2 separate regions of the Sus scrofa genome follow, and region 1 is linked to region 2. A link is a contact called in public Hi-C data. All regions are on one chromosome and are shown on one strand. Each heading gives the region's core, a stretch centred on a gene start, on an enhancer-like site or on the middle of the called end of the contact. The rest is flanking DNA. Distances are from core to core; before and after follow the strand shown. Region 1 overlaps CTNNA1 (catenin alpha-1). Region 2 holds the start of CTNNA1 (catenin alpha-1).

Region 1 (3,612 bases), core at 258-2,757, 67 kb before region 2:
TTTTTAGAAAAATCATCATGACAGAAAGTCAGAGTTCGCAGACGAGGTACGAAACACTATGTTTTTACCAAACCTATCTCAACTAGTTATGTACCTGAGTGCATGGAGTGTAAATATCCAAGCAGCCCATCTTTAGCATGCGGGTGGGGGCAGAGCAGACAGTGCAAGGCAGAAGCAGTCCTCCCTACAGGAAGCAGGGTCAAGGCCAGCAGATCCTGACCTCTGCTGTCCATTTGCACCCTCACAGTCAAAGAAGAGCCTGCAGCCTAATGAAAAGTCAAAACTTCTCGTCAGCAAGTAATATTCTAGCCCAAGAACATAACCGATTAGGGCCAGAGAATCCATTCCAGGATGGACCTGCAGTGCAGCCAAATGGCTTATTCTCTCATTAGTTAAACAAATACTTACTGAACACTACTAGGCAATGTTCTAGGCATTATACTAACAATTTAAACAAAATCCCTGCCCTTGGAGCCAGGCAGCCTGGGTTCAAAACCTGGCTCCACCACTTACTAGATTAACACCCAGGCCAAATTACTTAACTTCTCTGTTCCAGTTCCTTCATTTATAAAAATTAGTATCTCATCAATTATAGGATCTACCTTACGCTATTTTTCATGAAGATCAAACAAATGTGTATTTATAAAGGGCTTATAACAGTGTTTAGTGTAAGTAAACACTTTTTTAAGGTTATTCATTATTATTTTCACCAATATCCTCACCACCACATCCTGTGCCAGACAAACCTCAAGGACAAACAGGTAAATTTCAGAGCACCTACAGACTTCTAAAGTTCAGCATTTCCTCATTGGGTGGCTGCTGCTTAAATGATACAAGAGAAATGAAGGCAAGCAGTTCACACATAATATCCCAGTAGTGCTCTTGAGGAAATACCTTTTCTGGACTAGGACTGCCTGAAAAGATAAAAGGCTGGATAAGGAGGTAAATTATTACCTACCACACCTGGGGAAAGAAGACAAGGTCAAAGGGGAGTGAAAACAGTCCAGGGTACTAAATACCCAGCAAGAGAGGAATTCTGCCAGAAAACACAAAGTGTGGAAAGCTGTGATCGGTAACTGAAGACCGCCAGTGGGCAGTATCCAAAAGGGAGAATGACGTTTCCACCAGGCTGGTACTTCAGGATGAAATGAGTAGCACTTTAATTCCCAAGAAAAGCGCTAGTTTATGTAAATATATACCAAGGCCCAGGACCTATAAAGGTCATTTTATGATCAGGAGGCACACAGCAGCCTAGAGCCAACCTACGCAACAAATTCTACTATAGGAGGCTAAGGCTAAAGGTTAAAGAATTAGGCCCGAGGAAACCTATAAATGATCGTGACATACTACAGCCCAAGACAAACTTTAAAATGGGAACATGGAGAAGGTGCTAGCAGCAAACAGACAGTAAAATCAAATGGAGTAATTCAAAGATGGTTCAGGGACTATGCTATAAAAGCTATGGGCAAAGTACAGGAATGCCATGAGCTGTTAGGGCACTTAGGCCCGAAAAGACACAAGGAGGCAGCAGTTAGCAGAGCCCAGGGACAAGGTGTAGGGAGGAAACCACCCAAGAGAGGCTATGACTTCCAGCCACCTAGGACAACCACCAGGAAGGGAGCCAGGGAAATGAACCCCTAGCCTCCTTCTGTCTCCGCTGATCTCCTACGGGTGCTCACCCTGCCCAACCTAACCAGAAGCCAGAAGGCAAAGAGGCCTGTGGCTGCAGTCTCGACAGGTCACGTTCCTGGGGCAGAGAGCAGGGTGGCCAAGGGCAGAAAACAGATACAGAGGAGCCAAGAGAAGACCAGCTTCATGTCAACTAAGAACTTCAAGATTCTTATGACGTCTTATTTTGAAAGTATTTGAAATTCACTTAAAAAAAAAAATCTAGGATTCTGATTCAGGAAACTCTTCGTGGATTCATTGTACACAGAATTAAAACCCAGGCAGCATTACTTTCCAGTCAGCTTCCCAGTAGTATATAAAATTCTGCATTATGATTGTATTTTATGTCAAGAACATCATCAATTTACTTATTCTACTATTTCACAAGGATATGCACTAGTATCGGTCTAAATGTTCTCACTCCTCTTAAATAACAGTGTCTTCATAAATCAAGGTTAGACTAGATTTTATGACAGTAAGACTATTCACCAAGCTTTACTTTTTAAATAAAACTAACATTTATTTCACATATTCAAATGAGAATTTGTATCAAGAATGTTAAGAAAAATAAGTTGTGAACATAATTTGGCCAGCTTGCTATTGTATTTATAGAATTACCATATTATCATACAGCAAGTTCTTAGAATCAACTGGCTCCAGCAAAATGAAAAACAAACAAACAGGAGTTCCCGTCATAGCTCAGCGGTTAACAAACCTGACTAGGACCCAAGAGCATGCGGGTTCGATCCGTGGCCTCAATCAGTGGGTTATGGATCCGGCGTTGCCATGAACTGTGGGGTAGGTCCCAGACGAGGCTCGGATCCCACATTGCTGTGGCTGTGGCACAGGCTGACAGCTACAGTTCCAATCGGACCCCTGGCCTGGGAACCTCCATGTGCCGTGGGCGCGGCCCTAAACGACAAAAAGACCAAACAAACAAACAAACCACCAAACTACTTGTGATTTATTTGATGGAGACATAAGCCAACACAAGGACAAATGATAAAAGCACAATGAGCTTTCACTAACTAAATTACTTAGCAATCAATACAACAAATCTAGCTCTATTATCACGTTTAGCAGTGAGTGCTGGAAATATAAAACCAGGATACCACATGCGCAGATTCAGTCTGACCACATTTTATAGCTTTAAATATGAGCAATAACTACTATTCACCAAGTGCCCACTGCTGAGGGCCTACTGAGTGTCTGGCACGACATTAACTACTTCACACACATGGTCCGATTTAATCCTCTCAACCCTATTGGGATATTATTTTACATTTCTGTAACTATAACCAAATGAAAGCTGAAAGCTGAGGCCGTCATATATTGGACGCTTAGAGTTCTGACCCTCCGTCTCTCGCTGCCTGCAAGAGCTCTTGTTGGGGGTGGCTGTTCTCACGAAGGTCGCTGCTGTCACAGACCAGGAGGCAGATCTTCACTCCTCTGAGTCAGACACAGTTAACTGTCTTCCTCTCACCAATGACTGTAAGGACTGGGCGTGTTACACAAGGCAAATTCAGGGCAAATGTGTGAGAGGCTTCTGGATCGTTTGCTTATAAAGATCGTTTGCTTATAAAACCTTCTTTTTCTTCTCAGTGGACACACTGATGTGTGCAAATGTCGTGCCTAGAGCTTCTACAGCCACCCAATGCCAGGCACGCTGAAGACAGCAGTGCTGGAAAATGTCAAGAAACTGAATCCATGCAGGTACTGCAAAACCTTTAAATTTAACAACCTCAAAGTCACGTAACCTAAATTGGGGCTTCTACTTAGTGAGAAAATAAATCCCTCAGTGTTGGAGCTAGGTATTTCTATAAACCGCAACATAAAATATCCTCACACAGTACTGGATGACAATAATAAGAACCCATCTTTTCAGAACTTTTTAAAAATAAGAACAGCCCAAGCCTGATCAGGACTATGGAAGTGGTAAGAGCT
Region 2 (3,721 bases), core at 382-2,881:
GGTCTTATCCAAACAAAACTTACTAGATCCCCCTGCACAATTCCACGAGTTTCTCTTATCATTATTATTACGTAAGGTGTGACCCACGCACAAGTTTTTGGTCATTACTGTTGTGGTTCATATCGCCATCGGCCTTGCACTACACCCAAGCTGTGTGTCCCTTCCCTATTACACGGTGGGTTCTTGGGGCAGAGACTATTTCTTAATCAACTGTGGGCCCTTAAGAAAGTGGATAAAAATGATTTTTGTAATTTGATAAAAGTCAGAAAGAGTAAATCACTGGACAAAAGCTATGGATTAAAGTACCACATCCTCACTAAGGTGATTTACAAATCCACACTTTCCTAAAGTGACACACACCTATACAATCTTCAAAAATCACTGCTAAACATACGATCCTCCCATGGAAATGCCTATCCTGTTGCAACAATACAGTGATGTAATCACTTCCTTCAACACACATAAGAAACGCCTTAATAATCTAGAGAGTGAACATACCTTACTCTTTTCTAGATTATTGTAAATTCTGTACAAAGCAAACACCAAAAAATGTTGCAAAGACGCAGAGGGACATAATAGGGTTTCAGTCCTGGATTGGAGCCAACTGCCGCCTGCATTATTGGGAAGCCATTCCTGCCACACCAAGGTTAGTAGGCATTCAGACAACATTTTTTCCAACAAGTGTTTCTCCCTCTCTCTCTCTCCCTTTCTCTCTCTCTCTCCCTCTCCCACACAAACACACCCCTTTAGAAATCAACAAAAAAAAGATTCCAACGTCCCTCGTGCAAACCAGAACTAATTAGAGTTCAGGGCGTCCAATTACACAGCACAGAAGTCCGAGGAATTTCACAACAAAGGTTCACATGTACACGCCAAAAGTCCACACGGGTGTGGCGCCCCTTCCCAGCCAGACTGTGTCCGAGAAAGGGACACGCAAACTCGCACATGCGCTCGGGCCGGGAACGCGAGGGTGCGGGCCCAGCAGCCGCCCCGTCCACCTGACCGGCAAGTTTCGGTGGCGGGGGGAGGGGTGCGATGCCAGAAACCACAGACCTCACTCGCTTCCCCGGAAAACGCAACGCCGCCGCCCGCCCGCCCGCGGAACCACGCACGGACTCTTGCCCTCGAGGAAGGCGGCCGAGCGGGCTCAGCGCGGGCCTGGCGCGCGCACCGAGGCTACTCGAACAAAGTTTCCAAGCCCGGAGAAACTTTCCCGAGAGCAGGCGCCGCGGCGGCGCGGGGCCTGCCGCTCGCGCTGCTCCGGCCGCCGCGGGCCCTCAACTTCCCGAGCGCCAGTAAGCGCCGGCCCCGCCCGCTCCACCAGGGCCCAGGCCCGGGGCCCCGCGGCGAGAGCGGGCCGGAGGCCGCAGCGGCGCCCACCCGGAGCCCGAGGCCAGGCGGGGTCGCAAAGGGGACCGCCCGGGCCGCCCGCCCGAGGAGCCCCCTGCCCAGCGAGGGGCGCCCACACCCGCGCGAAGGCAATTACCTGCGGCGAGCGAGGCGAGGCAGGAAGATTCCCGAGGCCCGAAGCCAACGGCCGCCGCTTTGTCTGCCCCTGTCCGGCTCCAGGGAGGAAATGGGCCGCCCGGCGCCCCCGCCCCGCGTCCCGGGCCCCGCCCGCCCTTCCCGGCACCTCCCTCCGGCGCGCTCTTCCCGGCGCCTCCCGCTGCCACCCCGCTGGCCAGGGTGGCCCCTGACCCGGAGCGCCTGGTCCGCCAGGCCCGGACCCCCCAGAGGCCCTCTTGCTCTCTGCCCCTGACCCTCGAGGTTCTTCTTGCCAAGCCCCTAGTGGGCACTCTGGCCGGGAGAGACCCCCACCCCCGAGCGGAGGGAGGAGCGCGGGTGCCTGGAACAGCCCGCCAGCTGGGGAGGGCAGGTGAGTCAGCGCGCGGCGCACAGGTGAGTCTCCGGGCACCGCCCGCTCTGGCCCCACCTCCCGCTGATGCCCCTGGGACCCGGCGGCCCGGCGGCGCAGACTTCCGAGTGCCACAGGTGTTCCCGGGGCACAGGCTTCCAGAAAAGAGCTCCAGGCCCATTCCCTGGCTTTACGGAAGGAAAAACTGAAGCCTCACACCTTGAGGCAGAGTGCAACTCGAATCCAATTCCAGGGACCTCATAATGTGCGATGGGAAAGCCTCCTAGCAATCACCCAACTCAGCCGGTCGCTTGACAGATGGGTAAACCCAACAGCCTTCCTGATGGAGAACAAGAGGCTTGTGACAGGAGCATCACCTCCTGAGATTGTCCCCCTCCCCACACACGCACATTTGAAGGACCTGGCTTCTATCCCTATCCCTCTGGCCATTTAGGGAATTTCATTCCCACTCTTCCTTCCTTATCTTTCTACTGAACGCTCCCCCCAAAAACCACAAAACAAAACCAAAAATACTACACTCTCAGTCTGGTATGACTTCCTTCTCCATCATGGGATGACGAACGAGTTGATTTCTGCACTGGTCTATTAAGTCCAAAATTATGCATGACAGCAGTATCCACTGTTCGTTTTGGGCTGAGCTCTGAACAGGGTGCTAGGGAGACCTGCCCTCAGCATGTTTACCTTTTTCTACTCAAATCTCCCTTTCCCAGGAAATGCAAACTCCTGGAGGGCAGCAGCTGTATCTCCTACAGCACCCAGCACAAGGCTCATCCCCTAGGCGGGGCCCAGTTACTCTCTGTAGGTGCAAGTGCCCACTGTAACCTTAATGAGGCCATTCTTGTCCAGCCACAGTCCATGCTGTTTCCATCTTCAGAGCTTTTGCTCCTGTGGTCTCCCCTACATGGAGTGGCTGTGGCTTCCTCCAGCTACACTTAGCTACCTTAGAACATAGTATTCAATCAATAAATACTTGTTTGAACTAACAAAAGACATAGTTAAAGGATTATGCTCCATAATTTTGTATACTCATCTCTTCACTCAAGTACCAGCTACTCAATTTATGATGCCCCTTGTTGAAAAATTACTAACAGGTTTTCAGTTTTTTGTTTTTTTTTTTTTTTTTTTCATTTGATGCCCACACTCACAGCTTGTCAAATCTCCCAGGCCAAGAATGCAGCCTGAGTCACAGCTGTGACCTATACCGAAGCTGTGGCAACACAGGATCCTTGAACACACTGCACCTCTGCAGTGACCCAAGCTGCTGCAGTTGAATTCTGAACCCACTGTGCCACAATGGGAACTCCAAAAATTGCTAACAATTTTAAGATAGCAGCAATGGAATATTAAACCAAGCAGGCCCCTGAACCCCACCCCCAGAGACGAAGTGATTATGGCTCCATAGTCTCCAGCTCCAGAGTCTCTAGAGCCCTGCCTGGCGAAAAACAAAGGGCGATCAGACCCCAGAGAACCTGTCAAACTCTCTGGCCCCAGGGCCTGCCAACCTGGCTGGAAATGTTTGTCAGAGGCTGAAGGCACACCTGTGTCCCCTCCCTGAGGTGCGGCAGTCAGGACACGAGGGCAGAGGCGTCCTAAATGGGATTTGTGCCCTGACAAAGGCAGCCGCAGAGATAGCCCTTGCCCCTTCTGCTGTGTAAGGACACAGCAAGAAGGCCTGACCATGAGCCAGGAAGAGAGCTCTTACCAGAGTAGGATGAGGCAGGGGCCTGGATCTTGGACTTTCCAGCCTCCAGAACTGTGAGAAAGAAATTTCTGGTTGTCACAAGCTCCTCATTCTGTGGTGGTTTTGTACTCAGGCTTTGGGAGCCCGAACAGACCCTCAACAGG

The links. A called contact is a pair of places that touch in the nucleus more often than the background predicts.
Region 1: a contact with region 2 is called in a Hi-C map of liver, with 4 times the contacts expected there. The contact joins the enhancer-like site here to the promoter of CTNNA1 in region 2. A contact is called at or near these places in 1 of 5 promoter capture datasets (liver) and 6 of 47 Hi-C or Micro-C datasets (fetal heart ventricle, liver and skeletal muscle).

The regions. Positions count from the first base shown.
Region 1 is chr2:140,747,331-140,750,942 of Sscrofa11.1, reverse strand. All of the region lies in intron 5 of CTNNA1 (catenin alpha-1), which reads right to left. Among named protein-coding and RNA genes, the nearest start is that of LRRTM2, 61 kb to the left of the region's middle. Within about 2 kb of position 1,507, at least 12 of the 83 cell types and tissues checked have an H3K27ac peak or open chromatin away from gene starts, as enhancers often do. A contact at or near this core is called in liver, where this site is marked.
Region 2 is chr2:140,680,686-140,684,406 of Sscrofa11.1, reverse strand. It overlaps CTNNA1 (catenin alpha-1), which reads right to left and starts at 1,631. Exons shown (of 18, transcript XM_003123988.6): 1 at 1,487-1,631.